2 separate regions of the Hordeum vulgare genome follow, and region 2 is linked to region 1. Evidence: chromatin contacts called from public Hi-C data. All regions are on one chromosome and are shown on one strand. The core of a region is the stretch at or near the end of the contact, and the rest is flanking DNA. Distances in the headings are between cores, read along the strand shown. Region 1 holds the start of LOC123442919 (protodermal factor 1-like). Region 2 holds the start of LOC123442923 (serine/threonine-protein kinase tricornered-like).

What was found. Hi-C and Micro-C count contacts between places; a contact is called where the count stands out from the background.
Region 2: a contact with region 1 is called in a Hi-C map of leaf, with 8 times the contacts expected there. The contact joins the promoter of LOC123442923 here to the promoter of LOC123442919 in region 1. A contact is called at or near these places in 5 of 6 Hi-C or Micro-C datasets (leaf, seedling and an unstated tissue) and 1 of 1 datasets of contacts at active chromatin or transcription factors (embryo).

What each region holds. Positions count from the first base shown.
Region 1 is chr3H:49,861,978-49,869,924 of MorexV3_pseudomolecules_assembly, forward strand. It overlaps LOC123442919 (protodermal factor 1-like), which reads left to right and starts at 4,483. Exons shown (of 3, transcript XM_045119103.1): 1 at 4,483-4,617; 2 at 4,933-5,161; 3 at 5,248-5,728. The coding sequence starts at 4,500. The coding sequence ends at 5,569. LOC123442920 (a long non-coding RNA gene) reads right to left here and starts at 4,309. Exons shown (of 2, transcript XR_006630541.1): 1 at 4,218-4,309; 2 at 3,257-4,077. It overlaps LOC123442921, which reads right to left. Exons shown (of 1, transcript XM_045119104.1): 1 at 7,922-7,947.
Region 2 is chr3H:50,072,125-50,080,071 of MorexV3_pseudomolecules_assembly, forward strand. It overlaps LOC123442923 (serine/threonine-protein kinase tricornered-like), which reads left to right and starts at 3,807. Exons shown (of 13, transcript XM_045119105.1): 1 at 3,807-4,148; 2 at 6,989-7,163; 3 at 7,455-7,538. The coding sequence starts at 3,961.

The DNA.
Region 1 (7,947 bases), core at 3,233-5,732:
GCTAATCGCCAGCGGAGGGTGTGTAAAGTTGTGTTTTTGGTAGGTCTTTCAGGATCTCGTCGTTTTATGTTTTAGGTGCATCCTTCTGGAGTCAGTCAACCTTCATGGTCTTCGAAGTTTCTATAGGCCCTTATCAGTGTTTTCTTCTCTAGGGCAGCTATTGCCTCCTCCGAGGCAGACCACGGCCATCAACGTCTTCTGGTCTGCATCGACGACTTCTCGGGCACTGCTTCTACAAGCTACTGGGTTTATAAAAATTTGCTTCGCCGAGACGAAACCCAGAGGCGGCATCGAGCTATACTCACGGTTCGTCGCCGGTGGATAAGAATTCAACACCCTCATGGATTTAAATATAATTTTATTTTTCTATATGGTTGTTCATGTGAGGACATGTGATGCTTAATACATGACCTTAGGCTTTTTGAGAAGAAAAAGAAAATCTTGTGCGGGCCTGTTGTGATTTTAATTCCCTATATGCATGTGTATGACATGTGATGCATGCATGGACTATGGCTTTTTCGGAAGAAGAAAAACTATTGTGCAGGCCTGTTGTGTCAGCAGATGTGAAGTAGAGACCGTCATGGTAAATACCACGAGTGGCGCTAAGCGTCATCAAATAAAAGGAAAATAAAACTGAAGATAAAATGCGAGCGATAAAATATGTGTGTTCCAAATTTAAAAGGCCCACAACAATTATCAAAGTAACTGTACCCTTTGAAAATGGCAGCCATGGAACGAGATTCCCGGGTACCTTCAAGGCCCTCCAATTCTCAACCTCTTTGCCGGCAAATGCACGAAAGGTCACATGGAGTCCCGGTGCTCAGGGCCAATCGCCCATTGCGCAAGTAGATGAGCCACAGTTCTCTTGGACCATTCTTCTATTATTGGCTCCTAAGGCTTCCTCCAATGCAAATGTGCTAAGAGCAAGTACAATAAAGCTGAGTCATCTGGCTATAAGGAATAAACTAATATATTTTTGTTTAGTTAAAGGAGAGAGAAGGTAAGCGGGCTCTTAGCTAAGAGCCAGCTCTAGCACGTGTTCCTAGGCATTTTGTGAGTATAAAAGGTGGACCATATAATAAAGACGTAGTACACTTTTGCAATGAACTATTGTACATGTTGGCTATAAGACGGGTTATAGGTGACATGTCAATGGCTTATAGCCAGCAGCTGGCTATACTATTGTACTTGCTCTAAGTAAGGTGCTAAGAGCATTAAATATGTTAAGCAACCATAATCTTCAATGCATTGGTGCTTAGTTTGTTGTTGCTAAGGTTGTCTCATTTAATTGTTTAGCAACTAAAGTCTTGCATGCATTAGTTCCCTTCATTTTTAATGTTTTGCATAGGTTCTCATGACTAGCACCTTCTGAGGGCATCAAACTCCTCTCTCTCTCTTCTTAATTAGATTGTCACATAGGATTTTTTACCTTATTGGCATGCTTAGCACCTATCCAAAGTGAAGCATTGGGAGCAGCCTAAACTGTGATTCCAACTGTTGTTGCATATAGCCCATTGTTGACAGAGATCTTGACTGTGGCATTTTAGATATACTCCTCTGTTCCTAAATATACAAGTCCTTTTAAAGATTTCACTACGAACTACATACGAAACAAAGTGCATCTACATTCTAAAGTATGTTTATATACATTCGTATGTAGAGGGTGTTTGGTTGGGCTTCCTACCAGCTTTCTACGCTTTGAAGCCGGCGGCCCAACCAAACAACCAACTTTCGTCTCGATTTTGACCCGCGGCTGCAGCTCTTTTACACGCGAGAGGAGAAGCTGGTCGCGAGCAGCTTCGACCGCGTTCCCCCGCGGTGAATCGATCCCACGCCCTCCCTCCCCCTGTGACTTCACTGTAATTACAGGAAAACTGCCCCTCCCATATAAACGTGCAAAGCCTCCCGTTCTTTTCTTCTCCCCACCCATTATCCCCCGCGGGTAGGGGGTGGAGCAGCAAGGGCGGCGCTAGGGTTTGTGCGGCTAGCCTCGTCTGCCGTCGGAGATCGAAAACGCCGATGCCCGCTCACCCTCGCCTCGTTTGCCGCTGGAGACCGCCTTCCTCGGTTCGTCCGGCAGCCCTCGCCCGTCGTCCTCGCCTCGTCCGCCCGCCCTCGCCTCGCTCGCCACCGGAGACCGCCCGCCCTCGCGTCGCCCGCCACCGGAGACCGCCACCCTCGCCTCACTCACCTCCTCCACTTCCCCCTCCTGGCCTTCTCAGTATCTCCACGGTCTGCCCAAGGTAGCCCCCTGTTCTTCTTTTTTCTTTCCTGTGCATGAACTGCGTATGAAAAATAGATGCATATATGTTTGTGTGTGATTCTATCGGCACAAAAATACATGCCTTCATATGTGATTCTATTAGCAGAAAATACATGTATATATGTTTGATTCTATGAGCAGAATAAAATAGATGCCTTCATATGTATGCATGCGTTCATATGTATGAATGAGGTTTACTTTCGTCGTCGTTGGGTGGCTGGACTCGACACATGACACAAGGATTTTGAATCATACCCTGAAGAAGTATGCACATAAGTTCCATGTTCCTCCACATGGTACTACCAAACAATACTCATATTCAAAGCAATTTAGTTTCAAATTTTGTTTTTGTAATGCTAACTTTGTTATAATTTTTAGGCAAATACTACCTTGTCGATTCGGGCTATCCAAACCGAAGTGGGTACCTTGCTCCATAGAAAGGCCAAACCTATCGTATACCGGAGTTTCGCAATAGGCGGAGAGAACAGACGGGGAAGTATGAGGTATACAATCATGCTCACTCTTCACTTCGCAATGCGGTTGAACGCACATTTGGTGTGCTCAAGGAAAAGTGGTGCATCTTAAAAAAGGTGCCAAAATTCAAGCCTAAAAGACAAAAGAAGATTATTGTTGCTTGTATGGCGCTTCACAATTATACTCAGAACACCAAGTTACGTGACAAAGAGTTCGATAAGTGTGACGCGGATAAGGACTACATGCCACATGTTTTGCGACAAACTGTACCACTACAAGGCGATAGCGCCTCATCTTTACTTGATGCGATAAACATGAATGATGTTCGTGATAACATTGTTGACTCTTTGTTTGCCGCGACACGAGGATACTATCTTATGGGAGAGCCAGTGATGTCTTTTGGTATAGATATTGATGTATGAACAGGTAATGTCTTTTGGTGTAGATGTAGGAAATAGGAAGTATAATTTGGTATAAATATGTGAACAGTGATGTACGAACAATGTTCATTATGATGTATGAACAACTAATGTTATATATGAACAATGTTAGCAATTATCACATTTTAATTACCTCCAAAATACATACATCAACTAAAAATAAATGAAACGTGTCAAAAAACAGATTATTACCATGATATCAGGACATATATACCGTCTCAGCATCTTAGGGGTATTCCAAACATTTACTCAAAAGCCACAGCTCAGACAGCCAATTTATCAAACGACAACACTGCTCACAGCAGCTTTTCCACAACCCATAGCTCACAGCAGCTTTTCCACAACCCATAGCTCACAGCAGCTTTTCCACAACCCACAGCCCAACCAAACACCCTCGTAATCCATAATGAAATCTCCATAAAGACTTACACCCCTCCGTTCCTAAATATAAGTCTTTCTAGAGATTTCACTAACGACTACATACGGAGCAAAATGAATGAATCTACACTCCAAATCATGTCTACATACCTAGCCTTCAATATCGATGGTTTCTGCAATTTACTCAAAACCCTTGTAGCACAAGTCTGGTAATAAGCAAAACTTACTTTTTCACATTTATCTAAAGCAGGCCGAATCCTCCACACCACATTCCAGTTGGACCAAAAGACAGCTTCAGTAATACAAACAGATGTAAGAGTGAAACGGATTGGGATCATCCAGGGCCTCCACATTCTAGTAGAAGCAAGAAAACATACCCCACCATGTTTCCATTGGATTTCCCAAGTCAGAGCATCAAATCCAGCTCGATGCATAGTTTAAGTACACCGAGTAGTTGGCAAGCACCGATCACAATTAAATCTTCAGGGACCGGAAAGTATTCCATTCCGAGTGGAAAGAAGCCTGTCCAAAACACAGTGAGGATATTAATGCGACGGCCTTACGCAAAGCTCCAGTGTTCCCAACCATCTACCAACAATATGAGGCAGCTAGCCAGAAATCCAGACGAAGAATTGGGTTAAAACAGGCTCTAAAATACTCACCGTGGGAGCTTGGTCATGCAAAACTTCAGAGATGGCAAGCAGATCACCGTCATGCCTGTCTAGCTGGACGAATCGAAGGCATTAATTGACAGCCAACTACTAACAGTGTGATGAACATATACAGGTCCATGCCTGCAAATGCAATGGAATCATCGCAACTGTAGAGTGCCACTCATGTATATATAGGCATCCGGAGACCCTTCAGTTCATCAACCCAAGCATCTCCATCAGTTCAGTTCAGTTGCTTATTCTGTTGTCTACTCTGCACATACTGAGAGCAAGATGGGTGGCAAGGTTCTTCTGATGAGTGCTGTCTTGGTGGGGCTTGTTTCACTGAGCTCCTGCAGGAGCCTGGGAGAGTTGCATGAGCAGAAGACCTACTCTTCTTCTACGCCCCACTGTATGTTTTAACCCCATCCCTTCTGTGCAGAACTGTGTTTATTACTACTTCATACAATAGCACCGCACTGCATCCACTACAGTGATCCATGGTCCGTGGATAAGCAGATCGCTGCATACCACATCTACCTAGCTAATGCAAAATATGAAATGAATTCATGCTATCTAGTTGCACCTGTTGATAACTCGTTCGCATGCTATCTTAGTTGCACCAAATTTCCATGGCCATCGGAACACATCAGGCCATATCACAGAATGGCAATAGCTGCAATAGATTTCAGAGTACTAATAGTTGCAATTCTGTATACCTTACCAGATGGGGGCTCACCAACTCCCTCGCATGGGTCAGGAGGAGGCTACAACCCGACACCGACACCAACTTACGGTACTACACCAACGCCGACGCCATCTTACGGCACTACACCGACGCCATCTTATGGCACTACACCGACGCCATCTTACGGCACTACACCGAGCACCCCAAGTACACCTTCCCATGAAGTCCCTGCAAGTCCAAAGAAGCATGGATTCATTGGATCCTGCGAGTAAGAGCTAGAATTAGTAAACAGCAGAAATATCAAACATCACAAAACAACGTTTCTTAAATGGTTTTCTTTTGCTTAAAATGCAGCTTCTGGAAGAATCACCCAGACGCTATAATTGCAGCTATTGGGTCCCTTGGCAACATCGGCAAGACATTTGGTGCTGCATGCAGTATGATAGGTGGCAAGAAGCTAGGAAATATGCATGATGCACTCTCAAACACTAGAACTGATGGTATTGGCGCCCTGATACGCGAGGGGGCAGCTGCATACCTCAACTCCATTGTGAACAACAAGTTCCCATTTACAACCCAGCAGGTGAAGGACTGCATCGTCGTGGCCGCGACCTCTGATAGTGCTGCTTCTGCCCAAGCTGGGGTCTTCAAGAAGGCAAATGAATCCCACTACTAGTTTTAGTCATGGGTGTTTCTTGGCTAAATTTCTTCCTACCACGCATTTTTCTTGATTGATGCTATCTTGTGGCTTGATATATTTATCGTATTTTTTTTTGATTTATCATGTATATCACTATCTAATATATTCTGAGTGTAATAAATCCATCTTTTTCCATTGCTTGATATCAATGTTACTATACTGGATTAATAACAGACAGAAAAAACTATGTACTCCAAACACCACAAAAGAGCAATAATAAATCAAACACCAGACTAGTGCTACTCAGTTTACAACACAAGAAGTTTATAAATGTTAGCTGTTTAGAGCATGTTCTTTTGTATACGAAATATCACCGTCTCACCACACCTACTTGTGGCCTTGCCCTTGTGGCAAAGTGTCAAGCTAATACTTTATGTTGCTAGCAAACTGTTTGCCACACCATAGGCAAGTTTTGGCAAAACATTGTGTCCAGGACAGGTGCGCTACACTACATAGCAAGAAACTATGGCATGAAAAAACTGCATTGGAATGGCCAAACATGCCTAGCAAAGGTTTCACAAATTGACAAAGCGGTCTAACAAATGCCACAAAGTTGGTTATTCTTAGACTGCATAGTTAAATACCTACAAACCTTGTTTTTGAATCCCAGAAAAACCTGTAATAAGACCATCTTTTCCGTTGATATCCTAAATTTCATAGTTCAACCTTTCAATCTTGCTCTTGAACCCCAAAAATCCTATGACAAAGGCACATGTTGCCGATGGTCAGAGAAACAAGTGTGATCATTCAGAAATTTGGATAACTCATCGGACAACTAGACGTTACAACAAAACTTCACACAAAACAAGGGATTGGTGTTTGATACCAAATAAATCCAAGAACTTTCAAGATGAGTCGAAGCTTTCCCTTCAGTACTTCTCCAAAAGAGTCAATTTAGATGTCAAGTAAAAGCTAAATGTTAATTTACTCTGGAAGAAAATTTATTCAAACCTCACTTGAGGTCAGTCTATATTTTGGTGTTTTCCTTTAATTTTGACTTATGAGCTCTAAGTTCTGCAATGGATGTGCTATGTGCATCATGCCTGATTCAGTATTGTTGAATGCCAAGCATAACGAAGTAAGAATATTGTGCAATCAGCAACGTCATGTTAATCACAGTTGAGAACTACTATTTCTGACAAAATTACCTCCTGGAGAGAAAACTTCAGCTCTTCTTATTCTGCTTCACAGGATTTAACCTGTTGATTCTAAACATAGAACATTTACTGTGTCAGTAACTCGACAGTATCATGGCCGTTTTAATAGGAAAAGAAGTAATCTGCACCTGTCCGAATTTTAGCAAACAGTAAATGATTATGAATGTTAACAAAGAAGTACCATTGCGTCACCAATCATCCTCACACCGGGATATTTTTCTGATTGACACATTTTCAGTGTTACAGAGCCGATTTCCCTGCAAAAGAGTAGCCCTCGTGTTGAACAGAAGGATGATCAGTTTCTCCTCTTTCACCGAAGCACCTTTCAATGCAAACACTTGTAACAACTGTAGGGGCAAAGACTACCCAAGAGGAGTTGCTCTCAAATAGCTCAATCCACATCCTCTATCACCATTCCAGTACACACGGAATCGTACATAAGGACAAATAAGTAACAATAAATATGATAAAAGGTGTGTAAAATGAAATGGAACAAAACCAAGAGCTTCTGGGGGAAACAAAGAACGCTACTTGAGTAAAGGTAAGGTTGGGTGAGAGGTAACCAATAATATCTGAATGTCGAGTTAAATGGACGAATTTAGTAGTAGCATTCATGTTTACTGTTTATTATTGTAGATGCATAATTGCATATAGCAATTGACAAGTGATTTCAAACACTTTTTTGCAGATGTACGTGCTCTGCGCTCAACTGTTGATTGATTATTTATCAATGAATTGACACTATCCACTTACACACCGGAATATTGCAAGTAACGGAGTACCTAGATATGAAAAAACTGCAATGATCACCAAATAGACGTAACAAAATTGACTATCAATTTTTCTAGTGATTGGCTGATAGGAATGCAGGCGGATGTGTCCGCCTAGTCCGTGTTGATCATTTTAGCATTAGCATGAAAATTACAGCAGCAGAGATTAGTACATCTTGGTCCGGCACGGAAAGATACGGACACGACGGGCATGTCCACCTGCATCCCTACTGATTAAGCATGGTTATGTTTTAGTTATATTCTTACAACAGAAATGTTATCCTACTCAACACATAAGAGATATACTGTCAGTTAGTCAGAACCTGCCACTATGACAAGATATACAGGTGGAGTTGGAAAAATTTGGCTGCACAAAAACGGACTTGTTCAGAGAGGATAAATTTATCAAAAGTTATACTATCGTTTA
Region 2 (7,947 bases), core at 2,557-5,056, 210 kb after region 1:
AAACCTAAGACAAGAATTTTGGAACGGAGGGAGTATTAAATTACAGTACAAATTAACAGTCATATGTCTTGATAGAAGAAATTTCATCAGTGTTGAAGAGGGAATTCAATTCTCATCTTCTTCACGCTATTGTTGCTTCCTCTTCTGCTGCTGCTTCTTATTATTTTTGTTGGTATTCTTTTTCTTTTTCATATCCTGGTCTCTCTTATATTTTCTCATATTATATGAGTCCACTCTTACATTTTGCTCTTTCAAACTTCATTGTCAAATGCGCCCACGCCATGGCCGGAGGCACCAACATCATGAGTCATCACAATATCCTCCTCCGGCACAAGCTCGTCACAACCCCATTTTAGGATTTAATTATGAAGGATGCAACTTGTAAGGACTACTGAGCAAGCTTACCCTGGGGGTGGAAAGGATGGAATTACCTCTAACCTAGGATCTTAAACCTATTCTCGAGAGTTCCAAATGCCCACTCAACCACTACTCTAAGGCTAGAATGTCTGAACTGAACAATTCATGCGCAGTCCTGTGATGATACCTGGAAGAGAACTCGTTAAGATGGTCTATGATTTTTTTCTAAGGATGGACGAACACCAGACTCACATGCATACTAGCATTCCTATGTTGAACTTGCCATCGGGTCGAGCCATATTGTGAGCACGAATGTTGCCATGATGGGTCGATCCTTTCCAACCAGCTAACTCATATGTGAACTTCATATTGAAGTCAACATCAACATGCACATTTTGCATGTGTAGTACTTTTTACCCATGTATGCCACAATACGTGACCTCGGCATTTTAGCAGTCACATGAGTACTGTCTATATTGCATCAATGTAATCCTATGATGGCATGAAAACATAGTATTATGGATTCATTAGAACAATACGGGCATGTCAGTGCATGAAATATGAATGATGCTCACATTGAAATACGAACATCGTCTTGAGTTGTTGCGAATCTTGCTAAGAGTTTGCCCAATTGATGTCATGATCATCTCTTATTTCCCAATAGCATACAAGACTTGCTTGTAGTACCTAGAAATGGTCTTCATTGATCTTCTAAACGTGTTATGAATAACCCCGAACCTCTGATTATGACCTACACCATGAAGAATTATGGAAACTTTGAAGGATCGAGATGAACCTGGGGGGGGGGGTGAATAGGTACAATGATTTTTTTTTAAATCTTACTTACCATTTTTTGACAATAATCCGGAATATGGAAGTGATCCTAACAATTTAAAAGGTGGTTCTAGTGCTAATCAATATATGCAACCACATCAAGTAGTAAGGTAGGCAAGCGCAATATAAACAAAGTGAAGACTACGAGACAAATAACCACAAGTGGGGAGTTAGGTTTAGGGATAACCGCAACACTGGGAGACGAGGATGCATGCCAATGTTCACTTCATTGGAGGGAAGCTAGTCAGCGCTGGAGGGTCGGATGTTACGAGGAAGGCACACCAACTCCACAAAGGCTCATTGTATTCTCCTCTTGAGACAACACCACAAATGCTTTCTCAACCACTAGTGGTAGACCTTGAGGTGTTCTCCAAATCTTCACAAACTTTTCGGTGGTAATCACAATGAACGATTCCTCTGTGAAGAAATCCCACCACCCATGAGTCTCCAACCTCCAAGATTACGGAGAACGAAGGGGAAAACCTCAAGACTTGCTCAAATCACAAACTCCTTTGGTCAAGAGAAGTGGAAGGAGTGGGTTTATCACTTCATCAGAGAAACTCTCAAGAACTCTCACAAATCCCTCGGGGATCTAGGATTTGGTGTATGAGGATGTGTGTGTGAGAGAGTAGTATGTGTTCTAGGTTTAATTCGAAGTGAATGGCGAACCCTCTATCAGATGGGTAGAGGGGCATATATACTCAAGAAAACTAGCCGTTTTTGTGTAAGAGGCAAAGTCGGGACGGACATCTGGAAGTTGACGAGACAACCACAAGACAACAAGTACTTGAAGTGTAAAATATAGAGCCCAAATATTCGGGGATGCCCGGACATCTAGCCATACCATGGGGACCATATATTCGGTCGAGGGCCAAACATATGGCCAACAACCTGCCAAGAAGCGCACCTCACTAGATCATCGACTCCGGATTTTCTGGAGGGGCCCAGGCATCAGGGGCGATACAAGGCGTCAGACATCCGACCAAGAATGAGCATGCCTACTGGCCCCCCTATGCCAGAATTTCGGGAGGGGGTCCGGACATCCGGCTGGTGGCCGGACATCCGACCAACTGGCTAAAAACAGTTTGCTTCTAGATGCCTTTGGCCGGATTTCTAGCTAGGGCCAAGACATCCGGCCATGAGAGAGGGAATTTGGAGCATCGAGAATTGGGATTGAATTTGGAGTATGTCAATCTTTTTGTAGAATAAGAAGGAATATTTGGTGGGGTGGATAGAGAGAAATATTTGGGAACCATGATGTCATGAGCAAATCTTTCACTAACTCTATTGATCCCCTCTTAATAGTGTGGGATCCATATACTCAAGAATAAACGGAGAATGAAACTCATAAATCCTTTGTTTCTTCCTTCTTGAATCATATCCATTTCATTTGTATATGATCCACGCAAACATGGTCTCAAGGTGACTAAAATCTAGGATTTACTTAACAAACATAATTAGTCCCTATATGTACATTGTCATCAACATAAAAAAATGATGCAAGGGCATGATTGCACTTCCATACTTGCTCTTCCACAAATATGTGGATGCTATCTTCTAGCAACAACATGCTCCTAAAATTCTCCACAAGATTGGTAAAAAGTGCTCTTCACATTCGAAGCGTTCATATAGCCTCTACGTCATTACAATCGTAGATGTAGTTTAAATTCATCATCCTCTCCTTATCTCAGATAAACCTTGGACCGTAAAGAAGGGCATGCTTATCACTTCGACGAACAACTCAATTGCGAACTAGCATTATTTAGGCTTGAATCACAACTATGAGTGGTATCGTGTGAACAACCAGCTTCATATGTTAATCCATAACCTAATGGCGATATGATGGTGCGATGAGCAATTATGAAATCGACCATATACTGTACTTAACAACATAAAAGAGGAGGAGGGTTGTATGTTGCTTAGCCCCTTGGAAACCAGCGAACCGCCCATGACGCAGACGAGGAGAACGAGACGGAGACGGAGATGAAGGGGAGAAACAGGTCCTGCAGACGGAGACTAAAGTCGCCGCGCCGCTTCCGCATATCCGAGCCCCGTCGCCAACCAATGCAAGAACCGTGTCTCGGTTTGTTAGCGCTAGAGGCGAGTGAGTAAACTACTGTGTGATGGGAGTGGGGGTGGTGATGCTACATTTTGGGCCATCTCGCGTCGGCCGACTTTCGTCTCCCGCCATCTCCGTGTCGATTTTCCCTTCACCACCGGCGCGTACGATGCGCCTTATTGTGCTCGACTCAACCTCTCACTCTAGCGAGTTAGGCTCCGGACTACTTTGTGGTACGTGCACATGCGGTTTAGGCCTTCATGTATGCCATCAGACGGGTTTTTCTTGCACTCAGTGAGCCTGTTTGGGGTGGTGCAGGCTATCAAACTCAAACGTGTCACTAACTAACAAGCGGAGGCAAAATTCAAATGTGGCAAAAGAAAGGAAAAGGAAGGGAGAGGAAAAAAAAAAAAAAAAGCCCGAGCTGTTCCCGTGCGCAGCTGTCCGTGCAACGGAGTTAAGCCTCCGCCATGACACCAAACCCGCCCCGTTAACCTCCCGTCCCGCTGCTCAATCAGCCGGCGCGGTGGACGGCCGTATATATACCCCGGCGCGCACAGCGACAGACGGAGGACGCCGACCCGAGAGAGACCGAGGGGCAGGAAAGGGCAGCAAAAGGGCCCCCGGAGAGCGAGACAGCGAGAGGTGTAGGCACGCAGGGGACGGGCCAGCAGCCAGCGGCCAGCGGGGAGGTTGGTCTTCTTCGCGGGATGGAGAGCGAGATGTCGGACGCGCCCCCGGCGGCGGCCGTCGCTGAGCCGCTCGCCGCCGTGGCGGAGGAGGGCGAGGGGGAGGGGGAGGCCTCCACCCTCACCATGGAGCGCGTCGCCGCCGCCAAGAAGTTCATCGAGAACCACTACCGCTCCCACATGAAGAACATCCAGGAGCGCAAGGAGAGGTACCGATCGGATCCCGCCCTCCGCCTTCCCGCCCCCGGTTTTAGTTGCTGCCGCTGCGCCCGCCTCGGGCAGATCTCGCGCCCCGGAGCTCGATCGAGGGGGTTCGAGCTCGGTTGGGAGCGGTTCGAGCTCGGGGTTCTGGAGCTGGGGGCTTGTAGCTGCTAGATTCGGGGTCAATTCTTGGGGTGGGTGCCTGCGGGGAAGCGGGGCGCGCGCGGCGGTAGCTGTACCGGCCATGGTCTGGAGGATTCCTAGCGTAGTTTGACCTCAGATTTTGCTTTAGATTCTCGAGTTGTTTATTTTTAGACAATGAGATTCTCGAATTAGTCGAGCTTGTCACGCAATTTGGGGCCCGAGTGGCCTGATTTAGCTCTGATTGGTAAGTTGGGATGGGCAGCACTTGATTCTGTAGGTGCTTGGAATCATCAGATTCTGCTCAATGCACCAAGTAAAACTCAAGTAAAAATGGTTCAATCACTGGGTATGGAGCAGTTATTGTATTGTTCCATTTTTGGCACGAGAAAAGCCGTTAAGCCGAGCTCCTCGTAATAGCTACTGCCTTGCTTAGTTGGATAGCGGGTTTGGAATGTTACTGTTGTGATGGTTCTCGGATGATGATGCATGGATGCTACTACCGTGTATGTTTTAAGGTTGCATCGGTATTTTTGTCCTATGTGATATTTTGTTATTGCGTGTATAATTAGAGTGTATAGTAAGTCGGCTTTTAGTTTACAAGCCAACAAATGGTTCCCTTTATTATGTGACGGTTTTGTACCATCAATGTACTGTTACAGATTCATGTGATCCTTTTATGAATGGGTGGTGGACACGTGGTCCATGGCATAGCGTATGCATGTCATATAATTATGCTAGTACGAATTTAGCTTGGAGCCAGATGTGTACATAATAACCATTTCAGTTTAGTATGTGTTTGTTAGAGCTAGAATCAAAGAACCCTGTTTCCCTTTTATCAGACATGTTTTAGGTGTGGACAACATTTGATTCTGCTAGTTGTTTGGAATGCTTCGTCTCTGCTCAGTGCACCATGCTGTTGGTCAAATTGCTGACACGGAGTAGTTATGTTCTGTTTTTATGCTGCAAACCGTTGAGCTAACTTCATAGTAGTGACTACTCCCTGCTTAGTTGGGTTATGAAATTTTGTGTCTTGCTGTTGTAAAGATTTTCTTGCAGGATAAATGTACAAAATTGACCTGAGGGAACACAACATGATTTTTCTGCGTCAGCATACATTGTTTTGCAGAGGTCAAATATGTTGGAAGTAAAACAATGTGATGAAACACAATGCAGAACATTAGATGAAAGAAGTTGATGTCATATACCTTTTTTAATGCAATGGCACACAGTGGGTATGTAATCACCAGCCATGGTGTTGAGGAATTCTAGTGTGGTATGACATCAGATGTTGCTTTAGATTTTCGAATTATTATTTTAAGACAATGAGATCCTGGAATTAGTACACAGTTTGGGGTTGCAGTAGCCGGATTTAGCTCCGGTGGATAAGTTGGGGTGAGCAGCACTTCATTCTGTATGTGCTTCAAATTCTCAGATTCTGCTCAATGCGCCAAGTAAGAATGGTTCCAATCATGGGGTATGTAGCAGTTATTGCACTGTTATATTTTTGCCATGAAAAGCCGTTAAGCTGAGCTCACCGTACTAGCTGTGGGTTTGGAATGTTACTGTCGTGATGGTTCTCTGATCATGATGCATTGATGGCATGCTATCGTGCATGTTTTGAGATTGCGTCGGTATTTGTCTTATGTGGTATTTTGTTCTTGTGTGTATAATTAGATGGTATAGTACGTTGGTTTTAGTTTACAAGCCGACAAATGGCTACCTTTAATTAGGGTATATTACGTGAGGGTTTTGAACCGTCAATGTAGTGTTACAGATTCGTACGATCCTGAAATGAATAGGCGGTGGACACGTAGTCGATGACATAGTGTATACATGCGATGTATTGATTATGCTAGTACTAATTTAGATTGCTCGGAGTCAGGTATGTACATAATAACCATTTCAGTTTAGTATGCATTTGTTAGAGCTAGGAGCCTAGGATCAAAACCCGTTTCTCTTTTATCAGACATGTTTTGGGTGTGGACACCATTTGATTCTGTTAGGTGTTTGGAATGCTTTATTTCTGCTCAGTGCACCATGCTGTTGGTCAAATTGCTGACACGGCGTAGTTATGTTTTATTTTCGTGCTGCTAACTGTTGAGCTAAGTTCATAGTACCGACTACTGCCCTGCTTAGTTGGATCACGGGATTTAGAGTTGCTGTTTTAAAGATTTTCTTGCAGGATAAATCTACAAAACTGGTGGTGTGAAAACAACAATATGATTCTCTGTTTTAGCATACATTATTTTATAAAGGTCAAACAGCCTTGTTTCCATATATATTGGCAGTAAAACAACATGATGAAGCACAATGCAGAAGTAGTTGATGTCATATAGTACTTTCTTTAATGCAGTGCATTAACTTCAGGCCATATATGTAACAGGGCTTTTGTTTTCATTTGTGGTCCTGTTATGTGTTAAATATTTATTAATGCACACATGGTTTTTTGGTCTTGTATTAACTCAAGCTAGGGATTGCATTTGTTGGGACATCAATCAATTTTATATATTTGAAGTTTACCTGCATAAATTTCAACTGTGAAAGTTTTGTACTGGTGTGTCACTTCTGTCATATTGATTAGCCACCTTGCTCATCTTTTGGCATTACAATTCCATTTTAAGCAGATATGCCCCTCCCCAGATGGTAAATTTGTTTGATTTTTGTCTGTTCCTGGCATCTCACAACACAATCCGATGTATTGCAGGCGTTTTAGACTGGAGCGGCAGCTAGCTACTTCTGAAGTTCCCAGGGAGCAGCAAATCAATTTAATTAAAGACCTGGAGAGAAAGGAAACTGAGTACATGAGACTTAAAAGGCACAAAATCTGCGTGGATGACTTTGAGCTGCTCACCATTATTGGGAGAGGCGCTTTTGGAGAGGTTCGCTCTTGCGCATTTAGTTTCTGTTTTTCTGCACACACACACCTCCATCTGCGGTGTCACTGCTAAATGACACATGTGTTTTTGCCAAAGAACACGGCATAGCTTGGACCATGGTACTATAAGTTGGTTGTTGTTGGTGATGTATTTACCTTCAAGTAATTCTGTATGTCCTAAAAGATTCAAACTAGGGGAAGTGACAACTGTTTGTTGGAGCATAAACTCATTTGTTGTTACTTTAAATCCTTCACTGACCTTCTTCTCGCTGTTTATAATTTATTATTATAATAGGTTCGACTGTGCCGGGAGAAGACCTCTGGCAACATATATGCAATGAAAAAACTGAAGAAGTCTGATATGGTTATCAGGGGTCAAGTAAGATATCTCCTATTTCTGGATATTTCATGCTTTCTGCTTCGTAGTTATTCATTCTATCGACCATTTTTTATGTTGAATGTGCTTAGATGGTTGTAAGTATTAATATTTACCATGGCGCTTTGCTATCCTGTCAAAATTTTCTTCAAACTCTTGTTGCATCTAAGACTCTATGTGACACTTCTGCAAGGATTGTCTCCCCCCCCCCCCCCCCCCCCCCCCTCAAAATATGCAGTGCAGTGTGGATTTCTTTTCCATATCATACATTTGCTTTTCACTGCAGCTTTTGTCACTGTTATCTCGAAAAGAAAACAGAAGTACAAAACCGAATTTGCAATGCATACTAGTACATATTTGTATGTATTCATGTGTAGGAGCATGTGTATTTACCATTTAGCTGGCCTTCTTT